2 separate regions of the Rattus norvegicus genome follow, and region 1 is linked to region 2. Evidence: chromatin contacts called from public Hi-C data. All regions are on one chromosome and are shown on one strand. The core of a region is the stretch at or near the end of the contact, and the rest is flanking DNA. Distances in the headings are between cores, read along the strand shown. Region 1 holds the start of Emc2 (ER membrane protein complex subunit 2). Region 2 holds the start of Eif3e (eukaryotic translation initiation factor 3 subunit E).

What was found. A called contact is a pair of places that touch in the nucleus more often than the background predicts.
Region 1: a contact with region 2 is called in a Hi-C map of mammary epithelial cells, with 2.3 times the contacts expected there. The contact joins the promoter of Emc2 here to the promoter of Eif3e in region 2. A contact is called at or near these places in 2 of 12 Hi-C or Micro-C datasets (frontal cortex and mammary epithelial cells).

The regions. Positions count from the first base shown.
Region 1 is chr7:76,468,177-76,475,955 of GRCr8, forward strand. It overlaps Emc2 (ER membrane protein complex subunit 2), which reads left to right and starts at 3,723. Exons shown (of 11, transcript NM_001113785.1): 1 at 3,723-3,786. The coding sequence starts at 3,747.
Region 2 is chr7:76,254,434-76,261,358 of GRCr8, forward strand. Eif3e (eukaryotic translation initiation factor 3 subunit E) reads right to left here and starts at 2,767. Exons shown (of 13, transcript NM_001011990.1): 1 at 2,674-2,767. The coding sequence starts at 2,763.

The DNA.
Region 1 (7,779 bases), core at 2,473-4,972, 210 kb after region 2:
CTTATCAGTGAGTATATACCATGTGTTATTTTTTTTTTTGTGTGTGATTGGGTTATCCCACTCAGTATGCTATTTTTCTAGTTCTATCCATTTGCCTATGAATTTCATGAAGTCATTGTTTTTGATAGCTGAGTAGTACTCCACTGTGTAGATATACCACATTTTCTGTATCCATTCCTCTGTTGAAGGACATCTGGGTTCTTTCCAGCTTCTGGCTATTATAAATAAGGCTGCTTTCAACGTAGTGGAGCATGTGTCTTTGTTGTATGTTGGAGCATCATTTGGGTATATGTTCAGGAGTGGTATAGCTGGGTCCTCAGGTAGAAATATGTCCAATTTTCTGAGGAACCCAAAATATTCAATAAAATTCTTGCAAACTGAATCCAAGAACACATCGAAACCATCATCCATCATGATCCAGTAGGCTTCATCCAAGAGATGCAGGGATGGTTAACATAGGGAAATCCATCAACAAAATCCACTATGTAAACAAACTCAAAGGAAAAAAAAAACACATGATCATGTCATTAGATTTCAACCCTTCTTTAGTTGATGGATTGAAATGTTGGCAGTTTTTCTTACCAGCCTGGTTATCTATGTGTCTTGGCTCTTCTCTTTTGCATTTTCAGTGTAGTATCTATTCTGTAGATTTAGGCTTCTTTGCTGTTCTGTATGCATGCCTCTTATATCTGGATAGGCTTCCTTTCACTATATTTGAAAAAATATCTTCCACGATTTCATTAAAATTTTTATGACATTGGCATGGAATACTTATTCTTGGATATTTAGAATATGTAACTACTGCTATAGTTTTTAACATCTTCTGTTCATTCATTCAAAAATTATCATCAACTTAGACTGACTCACCCAAGACTTTATTTTTCTTTTCATATCTTCAGACATTATATTTTATCTTCAATAACATCCATTCAGTTGGTGAGGATATCCACTTAACATTTTATTTGACCTATTTTATTTTTCACTTCCATTATCATTCTGTATTTATTTTTTCCAGTATTTTATCTGCTTGCTAAATTCTGTTTCAACAACATGGATGAACTTCCTTATTTCATTTTGCTGTCTGTATCCTCTGGGATAATTCTCGAATTCATTTTGAGTTGTAACAGATTTAAATTTTTTACAATTTTTTATGGGATTTTTAAATTTACATTTCAAAAGTTATTTCCTTTCCGGGTTTCCCAGACATAAGCCCCCATCCCATCCCCGAACTCCCTTCTTCTATAAGGGTGTTCCCCTCCCCATCTATCCTGGGAGCATTGTTGTTAATATGGGGTTGCAAGCCCCTTCAGCTCTTTCAATCATTTCTCTAATTCCTCCAAAGGGGGTCCCATTCTCAGTTCAGTGGTTTGCTGCTAGCATTTGCCTCTGTATTTGACATGCTCTGGCTGTGTCTCTCAGGAGACATTTATATCCGGTTCCTGTCATCATGCACTTAAAATCACTTTTAAAATCCTATATATGAACTTCTATGTTAGTCGTTTTTGCTAGAGGACATCTAAATGAGGTTGGTAACTTTTGATGGCATCAAGTTTTCTTAAATTTTCTTGTTTCTTAGGTTTATCTTTTGGGATATGACTATCTGGGGTCAGATTGTTGGTTAGGACTGGAGGTCGTCTGTGATGCAGTGCTGTGTTAGATTAGTGTTCCAGGCACCAGGCTCAATCTTAACGCTGCTCCTGAGGGTTGAGTATTGCCTATGACAAGTCACTATTCAGTAGTTAACCCATTTTAATAACAGTAGATAATATTAGAAAGAAATTGCCTATAAAATATGCACATTAAATAATAGTTCTTGAAGTGGGAAGCACCGTGTACTCCGATATGTTAGTATGGGTGGAAGGGAGGCAAAGGGACCAATCGCAGTGTGACTAGTGATAAGTATTGGATTGTTACATGGGAAGTAGAGGAGAGGGGCCCACAGAGGACTTAGAGTAATTCAGTAAATGCAAAAATGAGGGGAGGGGCATGTGGGACATTTGGCTAATGGAAGACTAAAATGAAGAGGTAAGTTGTAAAGTAGGTCTGCCTTTGAGCTTTGAGAGATGGAAAAGTAACAGGAATTGGTGTAAGAAAAGAGAAAGAAAGGGGGAAAGGAGAGATGGGGATAGACATAGAGATAGATTGCTAGAGATATATAAATAGAGAGAGGGAGGGACAGAAAGCAAGAAAGAGAAACAGTATGGGGCAATATTCTACACAGCACTGTCTTATCAGAACACGAATATGAATTTGACTGAAGCATTTAAATTTTTTGAATGAAATAATTTTTTAAGTCTGCTTAGTCAGAGGAGAAAATAATTCAGAATCTAACCCAGGTTTATAAGTTTCCTTTTCTGTCCTTTCAGGCTCATTGCTGGCAGATAGCAACAAGTTCTTCCCTTCCCCTGCCTCACTTAAAAATTGCCAAGAGTGGGTAATGGAAAGATGCTGATCAAAGACGTACATTTTTGTTTAGATGGAGATTTTAGTCAACAACAGTATCGCATCATATATTTGGTATTTTGATAAAAAGCTATTAGGTGTTTTCTACCTTCCAACATGGTAACTATTTAGGAGATGGATAAGTTAATTATTTGGGGTAATAATTTCAAATCATTAAGCTATACACTGTATATCTATCTATATCTATCTATCTATCTATCTATCTATCTATCTATCTATCCTTTTGTCAATGATATCTCATTAAGGATATGGAAAACAAAGAAACAAAAACCCTTCAACAGCTAGGCTGTGGGATATAGGTCTCTCAGTCTCAACTCTATTGCCTCTTCTTCACTAACCCCTAACTATGGGTGATCTGTCATATTTTCATACATCCCCAGCTTACAAATCCTCTGTTTACACAGTAAAATACTCATTAGAAATACTAAACACATTGTTGGGGATGTGCAATTCAGCCATTTCACCTTTGAGCCAGTCTTTCTTCAAAGTAAGTTTTTGGTGGGAAGTTCTCCCCAGATGAGTGAACAGAAGCAAAGTTTAGGCGCTGAAGTGTCTTTATTCTTTATTCGTTCTTTATACGTACTTACACATTGGCTGCTCTTATGGAGATTTCAATCTAGACTTGCATCTGAAAGGATAATGAAATTAAATATAAGACAGATATTAACTATGGATGCAGGTCTGCAGCCGAGCTGTCTTGAGAACATAAAATTCCTTGGCTCTGGGGACATGATAATGGAAATGGAGAATAACAGTTGCTCCTTCAAATCTTTCACAAAACTTTGTTGTTCTATTTAGCTGAACATTAAAAGACCACAGAAAGCCACTTTCATGATGTATAGAGGAAAGTTGGGAGTGGGCAAATATTTGACTAAAACGTTGAGTTTCAGGGGTCTCTGAAGATAAAGTACAGACTAAGGACTATGATAGAATGAATATACCTGTGTAAAGGAAAATGAAAACCCTGAGTCGGCATCACATTTGATAAAATCTCAGGAAAAAGATTAAGTTACCTCAGCCCAACTAAGATTAGTTGTGTCACAGACTCCTTACTCAGCAGCTCCCGCAGCTCACCGCTGGCCCCGCCCTCAGACTCCGCCCCCGGCCTCGTCCCTTCGGCTCCTCCCTCTTTCCCGTAAGAGCTGTAGAAATGGGAGGAAGATTCCGCCCATTCCCTTCTATCGACCAATAAAAAATGGTTTCGTCATTTGCCATTGCCCGGTAGCGGGTGACGTGCTGCGTCTCCCCGCCCTCTCTCCCCGCTGCCTCTAGGTTCTAGGAAGATGGCGAAGGTCACTGAGCGTTACGATGTGACTTGGGAAGGTAATGTTGGGCGGGGAGGGTGCAGGAAGACCCAAAGCCCTGGGATATGGTTCAGAAGTACCCAGAGTCCCCGGAGAGATTCGTGCCCCGTTGTGTCCTCGGCCGGGCAGCTCTCCCTGAACTGGTTGAACCTAGTGGAGACTGGGGCTGGTTCCTTCCTGGGCCCAGCCACGGTCTGCGACGTACCCTGTCGCTTTTGCCGGTCCGTACACCGTCCCACCTGCCTCTCTGTGCACCGGTTCTGTCATCTTCTGTTTAAGAGGCGAGAGGAACACGGGGTTGCGACTGTCACACAGCATGTGGTTTCTGGGAGGCGTGGTTGAGGCGGGATTTGTGTGTTGACTCTTGTTTGAAACCAAGAGATAGGTCCAGTGAGGCCTGTGCTAAGTGTTTGTAAATTGTATAGACAAGGTGTGTGGGAGATCCATAAACAAATGTGGTTCAATATGCACTTTCTATTTTGTTCTCTTTTCAGAACTGGGTTTCGAATGCCTTCCCCTTTTAAATTCATTGGTCAAACCTACTTAAAGCACACACAGCATAGCTTCCTACTTACTTTCTGCCAATTCATTTACTGAAGGAGAATGTAACTGGTTAATTTGATTCACATATGATCGACTTTTCCTGTCTGATTGACCAAGAGTGGAGAGTCTTTAAATAAAATATTCAAATCTTGGATCAGTTCTGTGTGAACTGTTACCTCTTTCAAAAAACGTTGGTGGGAGTCATACTTAAGAAAATAAATGAGTTTTTTAAAAACATGCAATTTCTGTCCATGGACAGTCCATATTCCCAAAAGTTGACACAGTACAGTGTATTGGAGTAGCTAATTTGCCCACTGTATGCTTTTGTGGGATTTTTTTTTTTTTTTGTGAAATTTTCGTGAATTGTTTGATCGTGAGTAAGTGTCTGAAATACTTTAAGGAGCAAAAGATTTTATATTGATAGAGAAATATAAGTGCTAGTTCTTCTGTATGTTAAGTAATACACAGCTCCAACCTTCAAAGAGTTTATAGTTTAATGGAACAACAAATCTGTCAATTCATTTTTAAAAGGTACGTGTCAGCACGTACTCTTCAGTGGTAAAGTTGATAGGTTAGTGGGTGTTTTAAATGTTATAAATACTTCATGATTGTTGAAAAGTGATATTATGACGGTGTGTAAAGGATAGCTTTTAAGGTCTATTAATGTGTACAATCAAGGGACAAGGATTATGTCACTGCTGGCAAACAAAATCATTCTGTATAGCTTCGTCCTTTCCTGTGGGCATTCTAAAGTGTAGTGATATCACTAGATTTCGAATAGTTACTGCTGTGCAAATTTGTTGAGCAATGAAAGAAGAAATTATTTTAAAGTGGTCGATAAGCTCTTAACCTGAGCGAAAAGATTTTGTTGTTGGGTGATAGTATTATGTCACTCTGCTGAAAGATCTGTCTAGAGCCACTGCCGGTGCCAACTCTGTGAGCTGGCTCAGCTTGTCTTGTCTAGATTGCCTAAATTGTCAGGCAATTGTCTTAGGAGCACAAGCAATTCCTTCCACCAACAGTGTTCTCTCCTCACAGTCTCACTCCTTCCTCACTCTTAAATGTTAGCCTCTCAGGATCATGCTCTAAAGTTACGTATTGCAGGACCCTTAAGCATGCATCTTCTTACCCCTGCCACCATATTTACAAAAGAAGGAAAGAGGGAAAACAAGAAAATGAAAACCCCAAGCAACTGAATTGAACAAAACCTGCTCCTGGATCATGTGTTTTCTTACTATTGAAGTACTTTCTTGCTTATGTTACCTCAAATTTTTTTCTGTGTTAGAATGAAAGAAACTAGGCCAACTGTGCTCACTGTTATGTAACTAGTGCTTGACACAGGGAAGAAACTTGAATTATTGATTATTGAACTATTGAAAGTATTAATAACCAACACTAAGTTGTCCACGCTCTTTTCTTGCTTTCTAGTCTAGGCACTTCAGTGGCTAGAACACGGTTTCCTTATTTTTGTAAACTGAAGTCTTAATTTTCCTGAAAACCTGTCTTAGGAGTTTTGTTTAGATGTGGTGGACAGTGCCAGCTGTATCCTGAAGAACTCCATCGCCATCATAAATGGGTCCAAAGAACACTATAGTGTGTGTATGTATGGGTGTGTCTGTGTGTTTGTGTAAATGTCTGTGTCTCTGTGTAGTGTTTGTTACATGTCATACATGAGAGTGTAGGTATGCATAGGCACAAAGAGGCCAGAAGAGGAAGCTGTGTCTTGCTGTACATTCTCTACCTTATTTATTTGAGGCAGGGTTTCTCACTGAACCTGAAGCCAGGCTACTAGACAGCAACCCCCAGTGACCAATATCTCCTCCCCAAACCCCTTCCTAGTGCTGGGGTTAGAGCCAAGCAGGCCTTTTTTATGTTTTGCAAAGGATTCAACTCAGGTTCTTATGCTTGCTAAGCAAGGACTCTTACCCCACAAGAGCTCTTAGCTACTTAGCCCCTGTAATTCTTGTAATAGGAATGTATATATAAAAGACTTTAGTAAGTTTAACACTCTTTTAAGTCTCAAATGATATTAATGAATAGAATGAAAGACTACTTTGTAAGACCTGTTGAAAGCATTTGTTATGTAAAATATATTTAAAAATTGGAGGCAGGAAAGAGAATTTAGACTCGTAAGGAAAATAGCGAAGTTTCTTGAGATATGTGTGTAGGCATGGCTCGATAGCGTGCCTTGGGCAGTGCCTAGCATATAATAGACATGAAATGAGTTTTTAAAAATGTTACAGAGAATTTTGTTTGTATTCCTCTTTTTTACTTCATCCCTTAAGAAACCACAGTTGTGACATTTCCTGGATGCAGCTTCTCATATCTAGAAGATACAGTCTTACAGCTGACATTATGATCTGCTGACTCTTACCTTTCCTGTCCCCTTTCCAGGATTTTCTCTGAGCCTGAGGAGCAGGGACTGTGTTGTATATGTATCAACAGTTTGGTTTCTATGTCTTACTTTTTCTTTAAGGTCTTTAGGAAGACACTTTGCCAATTCAAATGTTTATATTTTATACATTTCTGTTATACTTGCCATTACAGGTAATGCCCTCTATGCAAGATTTTGATTTTGTATCTTTTTGTATGTATATGTGTGTATGATATATGTGTGTATGCATGTAGATACCATAAGTTCCTGCTGGGTGTTTGTCTATTGGATTCTACTTAAGTTTTCAAAACAGCTTGTCTCACTACATCTTGAGCTCACTGATTGGCTGGACTGATGGGCCAGTGGGTCTCCAGGATCCACCTGTGTTCCCATAACTTAGGGGGGTGTCACCATGTTCATATTTTTGCAAGGGTTCTAGGGATTGGAACTGAGGTCTTTATCCATCCTTCTGCAGCAAGCACTGTCTTTCTCCCCAGCCCCTCGCTTTTGCTTCTTAATAGAATTCCCCTAGGTTTACTTCATTCTTTTCACACTGTTCTTTTAATAAGTTCTCTGCATCCATTTGCTGCCAAGTGCTGGAATGCACTAGATTGACTTCATACCTCACTAGGTCACTGCCATACATAATTGGGAGAACACTTCTACTGAATTTTCTGTACACTTAAATAACTTACTTTTTGCCTTCAAATTTAGTACCCACCCCATCCATTAAGAGCTAAGGCAATTTCATTGTCCTGTAACTGTGATTTGGTGATCCAAATTTGTGATACTATGAATAATTGCTAAAAGATATATACTGATTCATATACCTGAGTCTATAAGTGGTCTTTGAGAATGTGTATTGGAATGGAGGAAATACAGGAGAAAGGTGTTTCGTATAAACGAAGCAGAGTAGGAGGCAGGCTATTTCCTTATCTCTCGAGGTCCAGGTGTCTTGGCACAGTGAGACTTAGTCTTTAGGGAAAGATGAACAGGATAGCCCCTTGTAACCTCTTTTATTGATATTACCCCGTGTAGAAAGACAGTAGTTAATAGCAGGTACAGAGAGTGGTGAATAGATTACATATATAGTAT
Region 2 (6,925 bases), core at 1,517-4,016:
ATCCTACTGGCAAGAATAGTCACTTAAGAAAAAATATTTCTACCTCCTGAAGTCATCATGCTTTGACTCACAAACTGTGCAAAATATCAGAACAAGATTAATCTATTTAAAAGTATATTCCTAAAAGTGCTTATATTAAAGTATAAAAGTATATTCCTAAAAATGTTTATACACAGTTGTTTAATACTAGAATGGATAGACAAACTGGTACAATACCATCAGCACTGAATAAACTGCCATTAAGGTGAGTGACTTTCACAGAGCAGTAGGAGGGCAAGATGACACGAATTAGTTCATGAAGCCAGGGGCACTGATATATACTTATAATACCAACACTCAGGAGGACCTCTGGAGTTGGGAGTTCTAGACCACTAGGGCTACACAGGGAAACTGTTTCTAAAAACAGAGCTTAGAATATAGATCACAGTGGAAGACAGCCTGTCAGTTACATGAAGAGATTGGGGTTCAATCCCTAGCATTAAGCAAGTATACATCCCTATTGGCAAATTTCTATGAAGAAAAAAGAAGTTGGATATGGTGATATACTTTTGTAAATTTAGCAATTGGGAGACTGACAGGCTGGTAAGTGGTTCAAAGCCCGGCAAGCAAGATCTTATCTTAAAAGAAAAACAACCTTCACAAAAGTCAAACAAATCTATCACATGAACAGAGCTTACACTGAGAGGCAGAATGACTAAGAAGTTGGTTAAAACAGAAAAATAGAAAAACAAAAACAAAATAAAACAAACCTTCTGAAGTGCAGAGGAATTAAGACAGGGCAAGGACCTTAACCCATGTCCAAATTCAAATTCTTATCTTGGCACCATCTAACCTGACACTTCACATAATAAACTGTGGCATGCAAATACATAATTCATTCAACTATTCCATGAATGTCAAAAGCCTTTTTAAGGAGCACCTAGGTTAGAAGCCAGCTGTTACTCTCCTGGAACTCATATCCTCCAGTAGATTACAAATGTGTACCTATTGGCAAACATATGATCCCTGCCTCTGTTCCAGTTGCCTGGCATTCAGGACTCAATCCCCCTTCCCAAAGTCCTTTTTGCCCATTAAAGATAAAAGAAATTCTTGGATTTTAACAGTACTTGGTCAATACTTGTCCCCTATGTACCACTGTTACCTTACAGACACATCATACGAAAAAAGTGAGATGACGGAGTTTTAGCTTGGATATTTAGGAACCATCTTCCTCTTGAAGTATTAAAGACATCTTAATAACATCCTACCTGGTGTTTCCACTAAGTATCAGTTATAATTTGCCTACGAATAAACAATCTACACTTACACATTCCTCCCTGTTTGCCTTAAAAACATAAATGCATTAAAAAAAACCCCACAAGAATATGAAGTTCAGGCAGATTCAAAATATCTGCTACACTAGCAAGGCGAAGGATTTCAATATATATATTTCTCATGTACCTTTGCTAAAGGACCCTGGTTTACCCAGAAAATGAAACAAAAGACAGACAGAACTTTTATCTCTAGTGTATAGACTGAAAAATTCAATGCAAAAAGAATATATCCATCAAGCTCAAGTCTCACCTGTCAAGGCATTTTTCAGCACTTACTTAAAATTGATTTCGCTCTTCCCTAGTGACAATACGCTTGTTTAGAAAGTTTCTTATGAATATAAATATTATACCTATCATATAAACCATAGCTATCTGGAAGCTTATATATGTCATCAAAACAGTTTTACCACACTTTTTAGAAAACTGCCAGTGACACAAAAATATCTGTTCCCTGAATCTACAGTTCTCTAGTTATAATCTGTGTCCAGAAAACAGAATTCATTAACTCTTCTAGACAAAATTCTAGCCTTACATTTTACTTACTGTAATTAGTAAAATGCATCAATTTCCCCGTAAAGTCACTATATAGTTAGGTCTAATATTTCTAATTCAATATTTCTCAGAACCCCCAATGTCCTAAATTTAGAGTTGAAACGTATTAAGTCCCCAAACTACATACTTAGTGAGGATATCTCATAGAACATTAACGACTGAATCACACTACGTTAAGTCTAAACATCAACACTAGGAAACAAAGTTTACATTGCAGCTCGTGGGACTGTGGGTTATTCTTCGTCTTCACCCTCATCTGACAACGTACGCTCCATTTCTACGAAGTAAATATCAAAGTCCCGGAAATTCACAGCAAAGCATCCTCAATTTCAAGGAAATTAAGAGTGCCAGATACTACTTTTTAAGTGTAAGAGAATCTTGTTATGGGATTCTGAGCACAACCCCAATCCAAGGACACTGACTCGGTTTCTAAAAAGAAAAATGAAACTTCCAACAGGATCCGTGAGGAGCCAAAAGCTCCAGCGCTCCTCCGGCACAGCCACCGCAGCTTCAGGCGAGTACAGACCAGGCCGACACCAGGATCCTGCACCTCAGGCCAGGAAGTAAATACCTCGGCATCGTCAGAACCCGGCGCTATCACCTCACTCCTCCGAAGGCACAGTTGAGTCCCACCGCCCTGAGCACCCCAACTGCGATACAGTAAGCGAGAAGCTACCGGGCCCAGCTGGTGTCAGGCCGGCTCAAGCCGGCTTCCGGCTCGCACGTGTGTAGGCCCTGCCGCCACCTCCCTGCTTCTCTAGGCGCCTCTCTCGTTCCTACGCCGTCCTCCTTCTCAAAGCTTCCTCACCTCTTTCACAGAGAGAAACTCAAGAAGCGGAAAGACCAGGTGTCGATCCAGAAAATGCGCGATGCGAGTAGTCAAGTCGTACTCCGCCATCTTGCCGGGGGAAAGGAGGGCTTGTTCGCTATAACTTTATTGACAGCGCAGAGAGGCGGACAGGCCGCGCACTGCGCATGTGCACTCGTGGTCCCGCCGGGGCGGGCTGATGACAATGGCCGCGCGTGCGCCTTGTGGGCCCTCCCAACCACTCCGGCCTCTCCCTCCTTCTGGGTGGGGCTCAAGCCTTGAACAAAATTTCTCCTGTTCTGGCTCTTTCTAGAAAGCCTTCTTGTACCAATAAAGTAATGCTAGTTTAGGAAGGAAGGAAACCAAGAGTTTAGTTTTACACATAAATTGATGAAATCTGTCCTGCTTGAGAGATTGGAGAGAGTGATTATTAGTTTGAAACTACAACGAGGTCTTATCTTAAATAACATCATTCTTAAATCCATATCACTGAGATCAGAAGACCCACGTTTAATCTGCCCCTTTGTGAAGCCTAAGTAAAGAAAAAGAGAGATGATTATGCTCTTTGCCAGCTTACCCTTGCTCTCCTTAGCAAGTTCATTCCTTCACTGGCATTAAACCTAGTTCTTCTGGAATCAGAGAAAGAACTGGAAGAGCTTGAAGGGGCTCGAGACCCCATATGTACAACAATGCCAAGCAACCAGAGCTTCCAGGGACTAAGCCACTACATAAAGACTATACATGGACTGACCCTGGACTCTGACCTCATAGGTAGCAATGAATATCCTAGTAAGAGCACCAGTGGAAGGGGAAGCCCTGGGTCCTGCTAAGACTGAATCCCCAGTGAACGTGATTGTTGGGGGGAGGGCGGCAATGGGGGGAGGATGGGGAGGGGAACACCCATAAAGAAGGGGAAGGGGAGAGGTTAGGGGGATGTTGGCCCGGAAACCGGGAAAGGGAATAACACTCGAAATGTATATAAGAAATACTCAAGTTAATAAAATACAAAACAAAACAAAACAAACAAACAAAAAAAACCTAGTTCTTCTGGATTCCGGCATCGACTGAAGACTTCCTAAGACATCCAACCTGAATTGAACAGCTACTATACTCTTGGACTTTACAGTGGGAGACAGCCATTTTTGGAATAGACCATAACCTATTACCCATTCAAAAAAAACCCTATTTACACACACACACACACACACACACACACACACACACACACACACACACACACACAATTATTCAATCAGTCTGTCTCTCTAGAAAGCCCTAACTAATATAACATAGTTGGAGGAGAGGAGAGCCTGAGGCTCCAAGTACCAGTTAATTAAGTGAAGTAGCCCTGATAGTTCATGGCAATAGCCTACATTCATGTTTAAATTGTTCACAACAATTCATTTATTTAACTTTATTTAAACTATCCACAACAATTTTTCTTCTGTTAATATTTGACTCTGGTTATTTTCTCTTGACACATTCTATCCCCCTCCCCTGTTTCGGTTATTTTCTTTATTTACATTTCAAACTGTTCCCAGTTTCCCCTCCACAAATCCCCTAAACTCCCTGTCCTGTCCCCCTCCACCCTGCTTCTATGAGGGCGTTCCTCCCCCCACCCCCAGTTCCCCACTCCTCCCTCACTGCCCTAGCATTACCCTACACTGGGGCACCAAGCCTTCACAGGACCAAGGGAGCTTCTCTCCCATTGATGCCAGATAAGGCCATCCTCTGCTACATATGCAACTGGAACTATGGGTTTCTCCATGTGTATGTACTCTTTGGTTGGTGGTTTAGTCCCTGGGAGCTCTGGGGTATCTGGTTGGTAGATATTGTTGTTCTTCCTATGGGTTTGCAAACCCCTTCAGTTTCTTCAGTCCTTCCCCTAACTCCCCCACTGGGGTCCCTGTGCTTAGTCCAATGGTTGGCTGCAAGCATCTGCGTCTTTATTGGTCAGGCTCTGGCAGAGCCTCTCAGGGGACAGCTATAGCAGGCTGCTAGCAGCAAGCACTTCTTGGCATTAGCAATCCTGTCTGGGTTTGGTGGCAGCATATGGGATGGATCCCCAGGTGGGGCAGTCTCTAGATGGCCTTTTCTTCAGTCTCTGCTCCACTCTTTGCCCCTGTACTTCCTTTAGATAGGAGAAATTATGTTCATAGCTGTCTTATTTATAATAGCCAGAAGCTGGAAAGAATCCAGATGTTCCTTAACAGAGGGATGGACACAGAAAATGTAGTACACTTACACAATGGAAACTACTCAGCTATTAAAAATAATGACTTCATGAACTTCACAGATAAATGGATGGAACTAGAAAATATCCCGAGTGAGGTAACCCAGTCACAAAAGAATAGCCACAGTATGTACTCACTGGAAAGTGGATATTTCTCAAAAGCTCTCAGAATACCCAGGATACAACTCACAGACCATATGAAACTCAAGAAGAAAGACCAAAGTGTGGATACCTCTTAGAAGCAGAGACTAAATGATCACCAGGAGGTAAAGGGTGGGAGGAACTTGGAAGGAAGAAAGGGGGGGAGGGGACAGGATCAAGTGTGGGAGGAGACAGGGGGTGGAGATGGACAAAGGGTCAGGAAAGGGAACAGAGGTGTGTAGGAAGGGGGTACGGGAAATTGGTGTTAGCCCCAAAAGTTCCAGATGCCAGGAAAGCAAGCAGCTCATAGGATGCAACAGGGATGACATTAGCTCAAACACTGAACAAAGGGGACAGAGAACCTGTAGACACCATATCCAGAGCTTAGGCATGGCCCCAGGGTGAGGGGTGAGGCCACCCACCCATCTTAAAAATGTTAACCCAGAATTGCCCCTGTCTAAAGGCACATTCCATTCTACTGATGATCTTAACACGGGCCCTTTTAATCAGTTGTGGGTGATAAATCTGCTCCTAATGAACGCAAAAAGATGCAGAATGGGGTTTGGATGCTGGTAGTACTAGGTACAATACTGATCTAAATAACTAATGGAAGAATAGAGTATCATGAGAGGCCAACTGGAGTATGAGAAGCACAGAGAGTATCAATCAGGCTGATGCCCAGTAGATTATCAGTGGAATACTGAGGATGAAGCCTGGCTGATTGGGTGTGCTGAATCTTCTAATAGACAGAGAATAGAGCACTGAAAGTGATTCAGGAACCACGTGCATACCCCAGAGACACAGAGAATGGAAAAATGAAAGAGTAACCTGAGGAAATGAACTTGGAAATTTAGCTGAAGACTAGCGTCTATAAAAAAGGATGTGGTCCCAGGAAAAATAAAAAAAGGACAAGGGTCAAATATAGTTGAGAACAATTAGAAATTTAGCTTAAGTCCTGAGGAGCCTTAAAGAATTTTTGAGTGTGAAAGAGAATAGTCCTGTATTTCACGAAGGTTAATTCTAACAGTTGTGCGGCTAGTGGGTTGCATGAGTGATATGTGGGGAGTCTATAAAGGCCTTCAAGCTAGACTGGGAAGCCTTGATTTGACCGCATAGGCAGTGAGAACCATTTATTAAGTTTTGAAATTGAAAAAGACATGAAGTCAGTGATTTTTCTTTTGTCCCTTAAAATTAAACTGGATTTGATTTATTATGATTAAAGTTGTGACAGATTGGAAACTCTTTATTTGCCTGGCTTTTCCTCTGGAATTTTCCTTGTTGGTTAATTAAAAATGCCTTTTTTCTTTATATATACATATATATAAAAGGGAGGTCCATTTTTAAATATGGAAAATCTAATTTTATTGATGTAGTCTCTTCTAGTGTTTTCAGAAAAGAGATATTACAGGGAAAACACAAGAGGAGCCTCACCTGATCTACTCTGGTGTAAAGTTTGCTAACAAACTCACCAGATGTTTAATGAATATTTAATGAATGTTTAATGAATCATTGATGGATATTGAATGATCACCATATTGAGCTCTTGAGGGACAAAGGAAAAAAATTAATTCTAGCCCACAAGAACGAGTTTCAAAGGGGTGGCAATTATGCAAAGCATAAGCCAATCATAACATCATGTGAGGATACTCTTGTGCAGTGTTCCTGGGGCTTGGCGGGGGAAATCACTCACTGCCAGAGAGAATAAGAGCTTCCTGGGGAAGTTAGCATTAGACTACCTCTATCTGTACATATAGATTGGGAAGGCATACACATTTAAGAAGAAGCATAGTATGGATGGAGACTTTGAAAAATTCTTAATGGCAGGAAGAACAGGGATCATATATCTACTGGTCAGACATGAGTCCATATCAGGGCATC